Regions from separate parts of the Acanthopagrus latus genome. Here region 2 is linked to region 1. A link is a contact called in public Hi-C data. All regions are on one chromosome and are shown on one strand. The core of a region is the stretch at or near the end of the contact, and the rest is flanking DNA. Distances in the headings are between cores, read along the strand shown.

Region 1 (4,185 bases), core at 151-2,650:
CTGATGCTGACGGGGGACGTCCACAAATGAAACAACACCTGTAAGTTAATGTTCCCCACACGGGACACGCACGTTTTCCGCTCATTAATAAAACAGTCAAGGACATGACATCGATACCGTCGGGCAACATCTGCGCCAAGGTACCCGCACACACGCGCGCACGATGCAAAACCGGAATTACTGGCCATCCGATTTCAAAATAAAAGCAACTAGCATGAATTTTCGAAAACAAACTTTAAAAGCAAGGTGAGAATGACTACAATATCCTTACTTTTATAAATACTAGGAAATAAAACCCTACAATTTCAAAATGTCAATAAAAATGCTGATCCAAACATTCCTCATCATAGATGTTATGTTTTATTACAGCTTTGTGAACAATTCACACAAACAGTAAGAATAATGTGTTCAGTTTTGATGACAAAATCACTCAGATATTTACATTTCTTTAAATCAAAAACATAATATTATGGGTGTTTTCTTGTGGTATTTACTGCCTCACCATCTTCGTTTTTATTATTATCATTATCATTATTCATCTTATTATTATTGTAACTGTATTATTAAAATTATAATAATAATTTCAGGGTTTTACCTATTTATTGCCTCGCGTATCATTTATTATTATTGTTTTCATTATTATTATTACTATTGTTGTTTTGGTGTTGTTTTGGTGTTGTTACTTTCCTTTTTAGTTATAAGTTGTGGATTTTACTTTGAAAGTGACAACGGAAGTAGTGCTTCGTTTGTGGTTAAACAAATGTCGGCTAACAGTACGCATATTCTGGCTTTATTCTGACAGGACAAGCAATAACGGTGTTTACTCCGAGCAACATAAATATGAGTAATGAAGAAATTCATAGTATTTATCAGAATGACACGCTAACGGGCAGCTAAATAGCTAACCGGGAGGGATGTGCGTTAAGTGAAGCACACAAGTGACTCCCATCAGTGTAACGCTCCAGTATGCTGCTAGCTTGATCGCAGCCGTTAGGTGCCAACTTCCCACATCATCCCATCCCTTCACACACACACACACACACACCTCTAACATACAGGTGCACAGCTGAGGGGCTCACCTTTCGCCTCACAGTCGGCACAGTACTTGTTGTCGTCCTCCCTCAGCAGTTTAGACAGGATGGCCTGATGCTGCTCGTTCAGTTTCTGGGCTTTTTCTCGCTCCGACCGCGTTGTCATCTCGCCAAAAGTTTGGGATGCAGTCCTGCTTGTGTCGAGCCGATTTAAAAAAAACCTCGAGTGCTCAGTTTGTGTTAAACAGAGTCGGACATCCCCGTGTATCCGCACTGTACCTCCCGCCTGTATTCAGCTAGCTTGCAACCTGCTAACAAGGTAATATGGATCTAAGGCAGCATCATCCCTGCTGCCTTCAGGACTGTCGGAATTTGTGGCTGCAGCACATGATTGAGAATCAGCTTTACTGGCCCCGGTGTGTTAAGGCACAAAAGGAACTGGACTCGGGTTGCCTGTTGCTCTCAATTTACTTACACACGTACAGATATGGCAAGGCAAGGCGATTTTTATTTGTATAACACAATTCAGACACAATGCAACTCAAAGTGCTTTATAAGGGCATACAAATTGCATTTAAAAAATTGAGAATGGCTCCTCAAGCAAATGTTTTCACCAGCTGTATGATGAATGATATTTTTGTGCAACTTTTATTCAACAGTTGTCCCATACACTAAATATTGTCTAATGACAAAAAAAAAATAGCTAAATGGTTCGACAGATTTAACAATGTCTATTGTGTGTTTGCATACATGAATACACTAGTCTTAATGTGTATTATGTCTGGTATTAACCTTCCCTTTCTCTTCTGAGTGCCTGTCACAACAGTGGCCTGGGAATAAAATCCAAACAAAAACAGCCATCACTCACCCTGCTGCTCCTTTACAGCAGGTGAGTCTCTAGTTAATCACACACTCCAAAACTTCCTCAAGTTTGGTGGCATTGCTCAGGGAAAATGACATCTCTGCTGGAGATCACAGCTGTACAGAACAAACACAAACATCTATTTTGGTCTTCGTCCAGCTAGTCCAGTTCAAAACTCCACTAGAAAAACGACACATTTTAGATCAGTTTGAAACAAAGGTGTGGCCATACAGTCCTGTAGCTCTGATGCATTATTTAGGATAAATAAACAAAGTTTTAAACTGGCTCAAATACACCTTATAATTCAACTGAGATGCAAGATGATTAGATCTGCATTGAAATGTCAAAAAAAAAAAAAAACTAGACCTTTGTTAGACATGTTGCCTGGGCGATAAATGCGATTAATGTTTCCAACAATGTTCAAACCCACCAAAACCAAAATTCCACAAATTTGCTCAAGGTAACGGCGGTGCTCGCATGTGGCTATAACTTCTAGCTTCTATTCTACTGAATATCAGTGGTGGAGACCTCTCAGAGTTATCTACCTGTGCCTCATGTACTCTACAGATGTCACCACAGTCTGTTCATGCAGTTACACAACTAAAAGAGAGGCGTGAAACTCTGACACCTGGTGGAGAGACGTTCATCATTACAGGTTGTGCAATCGCCTGTTCTGTGTGTGTCTCAAATGCAACCAGGCACCAGCGGCGAGGCTCCCCAGCAGGTATGGCCCACAGCCTGCACTGTGTTGGAATGCTGTAAGTAACACACACAGAAGCACAAACACACATGAGGTCAAACGGTTTCTATTGTCGATTTTATTTCTGCCTCTTGTAGGAATGGAGAGGTGTTGCAGTTTGGTTCCTTCTTGCTGGGCTCCTCCTCTACTGTAAAGCCCACCTCCATGTCAGAGTGAGTGGTCTCTTAATAAGGGGTTGTGACACACTAGTGATCCCAGTGACCTAATTCCATTATTGATTCCTTTGCCAAAGTATTTGAAAACCATAATTATAATCAATTGTCACGGTGCATTAAAGATAATGATATAATTATTCCATTTGGAATTTCAGATTCTTAACAGCGAGTTCAGGCTCGCTCTGACTGAAACTATTTCTTTCCTGTCAACAGAAAAGCTTCTCCAGAGAATGACTCTGAATTTAAACAGAGGAGTTCAAGTATTTTGTTGACGCAAATGCACTCTGGGAGTTGTGGATCTGTTTTGGGATCTGTTGAAGTGAAACTCTCTCCAAAAAGCAAGCCAGGCTTTATTTGTGAATGTATATGAGTCAAACCTTCGTGTAAATGCATAGGTATGATGAAAGATGCACTTTTTAAGATTTACCATAGTTTTGCTTTCGGGCAAGCTAATTTTCAGTGGAGTGCTGGGGCACTCTTACACTAGCAGCAAAATCGCTGTTTTTTAAAAACACTAAGAACTTAACAGGTAGGAGAGTGATGGTGGACCTCCTGCCTGTTAGGTCGCACTCAGGGATCGACACTTTTTGTCTGCCATGACGGTGGCGCGCCTGAGATGCAGCGGCTAACGTGAGTCGTTCAAAAACTCTCTTTTTAGTAAAATCTGTGTACACAAACAAGGTTCTCAGTGCTTGTGCTCATGTGTAGAGACCCTGGTGATACTACGAGCAAAGTTTCATGTTGTATCGGGCCTTCTTAGCGCTTTAAAAATAGCTAGCGTAAAAGTGCCCCTGCACTCCAATGAAAATTAGCTTGCCTGAAAACGATACTACAGTAAATCTTAAAAGTGTCTCTTTTGTTGTAATTGTGTTTTTACACAAAGGTTTGACTCATATACATTCGCAAATAAAGCCTAGGTTGCTTTTTGGTTAGAGTTTCACTTTAATATATTCTATGCTTTTATGTGTGTGTGTGTCTTGAGTAGGTGAAATATAGTTTGTGGTCTGTCCACAGTTGCCATCAAGAAAAGACCAGGACACATATCACCAGCAAGTGGCAGCAGAGAGATTGCTTCATGTCCAGCAGAGCCTCCAGTAGTCAACTGAAGACAGCAACATATTTACACTCTGCTCACATTCATCTCATACATGAGATGGAAAGTCTCATGTGTTTGTTTTTTCACAGGGCAGAAAGACAACGAGGCCGAGGAGCAGGATTCTCACCGAGGTCAGACAGTTGTTCTGTGGACCACGGACAGTTTTCATGTGAAATGTGATGATTGCTGCATGATATGTAACCACTCAGCATTATCTCTCCCAAGGTCAGATCACAGAGTGTTAAGGAAATTATTCCCAAAGGTCATCTAAAGAGTAAATT
Region 2 (4,220 bases), core at 1,172-3,671, 150 kb before region 1:
GAGCAGCACTTTGATAAAAATCTCTGTTGGTGAGCACCTCTTATTTACCATGATACTCCATCCAGCTGGCAGCTGTGACACATGGTGCTGATCTAACAGCCGGATGAGTGCACAGGTGTGACTCGGACTGGTCGCAATTAAAGGCAACGGACTGTGCAGAACAATTGTGTGCATAAATAAATCCCACTAAATTCCGAATACTCTACTTGTGCTTGGGGAGCAAAAACAAATGAATAAACTGCATGCCAAAGGCCAAATCTGTTGTTTTGAGTTGAGCTTCAGCCTCTCGGAGTGAGTGATTGTTTTTCTTTTCTGCTGTGCTAAACTAAACTAACCACCAGAGGGCAGTGTTCCCAATATAATACTGTCAGACTGTATCATGGCCAGTCCCTCCCCACTGTGTGTGTGTGTGTGTGTGTGTGTGTGTGTGTGTGTGTGTGTGTGTGTTTTCATGTATGTAGACGAATGTAGATGACAACACGAGGAAGGTCTTGAGTGGGGGAGGCTGATAATGTATAGAGACACACACATCCACATTTACACATGCACACACACGAGACTGTCCTCCAGCTGTAGCTGCCAGCAAAGACACAGCATCCTGCTGAGAAAAGGCCTCTTATTGAAATGGGCCAGCTCAATGTTCCCTGCCTACGGTGCAATTGTGTGTGTGTGAGCACGCGTGTGTGTGTGCATCTGTGTGTGTTAAAAGCTGTTATGTCTCCCCTAGGATCAACTTGGGAGTGTCGCTACCATTAACAGCATGTTAGCTACCTGAGCTGACGCTGAGAAACCAACCATCAACCATAATGACCTTACCTACAGTACCTCTGAGGGAGTGTGTGTGTGTGTGTTTGTGTTTGTGTGTGTGCGCGCAGCTGACTCAAATGACAGCAGAATGGAGTGAACGTGAACAGATTGAAGGCACAGTTCAGAGAGGGTATCTGTGAGATGATTTCTTCTTCTTCTTCTATTTATTTATTTTATTTTTTGGTTCCATCTTCGCTGTCATGACCTCATTCCCACAGTGGTAGTATTTTGTCACTGGGACTGCCAGAGGTCACCCGCCAATCAAAACGGCGCGTCCAGTCCGGCAATGTGCCATCTGTAACCTTTGATTTTTCTCTTGGTGAAATTTCTGTTACGTGCTTCTCTCTTTTTCTTTGATTCGGTATGAAGGCTATAAACTGCTCAACAACACTGGCTGCGGCGTTCGTAGAAGATTCAGTTGAAATGTGAGAGAAGTGAGCGACAATATCTGACATTCTGGTTATGTCTCGCTCCAGTTTCAATATACTGCCGTCTGTTTGTTCGCATAGTAAACCTACAAAGCACTGTGTCGGTATAGATATGATTCTGGGGAATTTGGTCCACAGCAAACTCTATAAATAATAAAAAAGTGAGCATTAATCATTAATAAATCCCATTAGAGGAATTCCAAAGTATCAGTGAAGACCAATTTCTCTAAAAGCTGCACAAAATTTGGTCCATTAATGATGTGTCAATCTCAAACCGTAATTAACAAAGTGGAAAGTCATAAACACTTTTCCATGCGAGCAAACACCTGGTAAAAAAAGAAAAAGAAAAAGAAAAAGAAATGATCCATTAATGATTATGGTGGTTCTTATGGAATGAACAGAGGAAAAACATTGTGGACGCTGTGCTCAACTGACTGAACGGCAAAGTAAAGGTCAATACGTGACTGCAACTCACTGTTCATGTGACAATTACATTATTCGATTATGTCCTTAGATGTTCTCGAGTGGCTTCGGTATGAAAGATGAAGATTATCGTGGCTTTGACATCACAGAAAACAAACATCCGGCCTATCGCTGGGATTCGATCGCTCGGCTAATTCAGGACCGACCTTTTTTGACTTGCTTCGACGGGCGCTGCGAGTGCTGCTGTTTGTCCTGCTGGCAGAGATAAAACCTGAGGATTCACCCGGAGAGGAGACTTAAGTCCTCGACAGCACAAGGGGACTCCGGCGACTTTCCCCTGACAGCTGCTGACTGCTGTTATGTATGAAGGGAGGATCAGGGAGCTGTAGCATCAACCTCGATGTGGGGAGCTGGATACTTAAAGGGATCGTTCACCCCAAAATTTAAACTACATGTGTTTTTTCTCTTACTTGTGTTTATCCATCTTATCCAAATATTCCTAGCAAACTGAAATAGACCAGACATTCGCCTGAAACTATCACTGGGTGACAAAGATCGAACTGCACATGGAACAAGTCATCCAGACTTTCCACAGTCTGCAGTCGTGCATAATGTTTCAGATAAATCAGCCTCCCACTCTGGGTGGACAGCAGCTCCTCTACTGCCCAGCTAGTTGCCTTCTTCCTCCGCCCACTCGTTCACAAGCTAAACACACTCAAGGTTATTTACCGTGAAAAATGGCTTCTGCAACACGAGTTGAACCCTTTAATGCTGAACCTCATGAAGTCCCCATGTAGGGTCTGTACGCATGGTGTGAGCAGGGAACATAGGTCATTTGTTTCATTTTAAATGTTTATTTCCAGGAATATTGTACATTTACCCTCAGTGGAATACAGAATAAATCACAAACAAGTGTCCCCTTGAGGGTGTTGAAGGGACAAGGAGATCTATTCTGAAGGTGATTTAAGGATCATTATTTAAAGGGATAAATTAAAAATAACAATGTTTTTAATAGAACTACATTTTTGTTGTATATTTTCTCGAGTTGTGTACTTACATGATCCCAAATGTTTCCAACAATGCAAAAACCCAGAGAATCATTAATTGTATTCAAGTTAAGGTTCAGCTCATCACTTTACAGGCATTAAGCAGCTAACCGGCTCTGTATTTTTTTTCTACAGGAGTTGTTGGAGCGCAAAGCAGAACTAAAAGAGAGGTGAATATATTGAACTTACATTCATCAGCTGGTACGGATGAATGCTGATGTTGCTCTGTAACTGCTGAAAGTGTAAACAGGCCGACACATCCGCTCATCAGCTTGCAGCCCAGTCACCGGGATAGAATATTGGCGACATGCATTTCTGCAAACCACGGAATATATCAATTTGTATGTGTCCTACGCATCATATTAATATTCATGTTAGGCTACATGTATACAGGCTGGCATTCATGTCAGGAGGAGGAGGAGGAGGAGATGGTGGTAGCGTGACAGACTGCTGCAAAGCGAGGGACCAGTCAGCATTTGTAAGTGTGAAACCACTGGATCTTCATAACGTGACATCGGGCTGATTTCAAGCCTCATTTGTGGTGATAGAACGTGTTATTTTAAGTCAAAACATGATCTTTTCCTAACCAGTTTTCAACCAGACCATTAACAACACGTCGTCACAACATGACGAAAAAATCATGAAAATCTGAATGAACCTAAAGAAAAGTAAAATGGCAACATGTCTGTCCTTTGCAGAAATGAACATTGCCAACGTTTATTCTGGTGATTAGTTTGCAGCTAGTGTGATAGTAAGTCTGTGGGTACAGCTTGTGCCTATAAAAAGGAGATGTTGAAAAAGGGTAAATGAGAGAAGCTCTTCTTGTGAAAATCAACTTTCACAGTCCGGATCATACTGTACTCTTGAAAAAGGTCCAGCTTGTTCCTGTTCTGATGTGACAGCCACGGGATTCATGGTGGAACTATGAGGAGGGAAAGAGAAAAGCGGCTCTTTGCTCTAGTGAGCAACACCTGGACCATTATCATCAGGCAGAACTCAGCGTCACAATCTGAAAGCTGCGCATCAAGTCATTCAGGATTAACAATCAGCACAGTTTACAGCTCAGGAGGAAAATCATTATCCCTCCTCTCCGGTAATTAGGACCTCTAGCAGATCTTAAGTCAGCTGAGTTTATGAAGAAAGACCCTGGTGGAAAAACTGTTCGGTCAACTACCCTCCAATAAATAATGGCTACAGAGTCAGACAGAACCTGCTCTAAACACAACTCCAGGTTCACTTCCACTTCAAATTGTTCGATGTCGCACCCAAAACCCATTCTGTTGAATTTCACCTCCATTTTTCTATTCCCCCCGCAGCCTTTAAGTGGCAGCGTGCTAGCAGCTAATCTCTCAGGCCGACACTCCGGCTCATGGCTAATGACTAAGTGTCAGTGTTACAGATGAGGCTGCTGTCTACGCTGACCTGTTTACAGACACTAAAGGCTAAAGGCGTGAATGGTGCCCGTGATAAATCATTCCTCCACAAATGGCTAGAAAATGAACTGGTGGCAAACAAA

What was found. Hi-C and Micro-C count contacts between places; a contact is called where the count stands out from the background.
Region 2: a Hi-C map of liver shows a contact between it and region 1, with 5 times the contacts expected there. The contact joins the promoter of b3gat2 here to the promoter of LOC119033208 in region 1. A contact is called at or near these places in 2 of 4 Hi-C or Micro-C datasets (liver and muscle).

The regions. Positions count from the first base shown.
Region 1 is chr15:16,453,746-16,457,930 of fAcaLat1.1, reverse strand. It overlaps LOC119033208 (stromal membrane-associated protein 1-like), which reads right to left and starts at 1,400. Exons shown (of 10, transcript XM_037123005.1): 1 at 1,080-1,400. The coding sequence starts at 1,197. LOC119033810 (a long non-coding RNA gene) reads left to right here and starts at 1,633. Exons shown (of 4, transcript XR_005079376.1): 1 at 1,633-1,920; 2 at 2,461-2,617; 3 at 2,731-2,805; 4 at 3,823-4,185.
Region 2 is chr15:16,607,959-16,612,178 of fAcaLat1.1, reverse strand. b3gat2 (galactosylgalactosylxylosylprotein 3-beta-glucuronosyltransferase 2) reads left to right here and starts at 2,421. Exons shown (of 8, transcript XM_037123016.1): 1 at 2,421-2,616; 2 at 2,840-2,874; 3 at 3,083-3,182; 4 at 3,577-3,797. All of the region lies in intron 1 of ogfrl1 (opioid growth factor receptor-like protein 1), which reads right to left.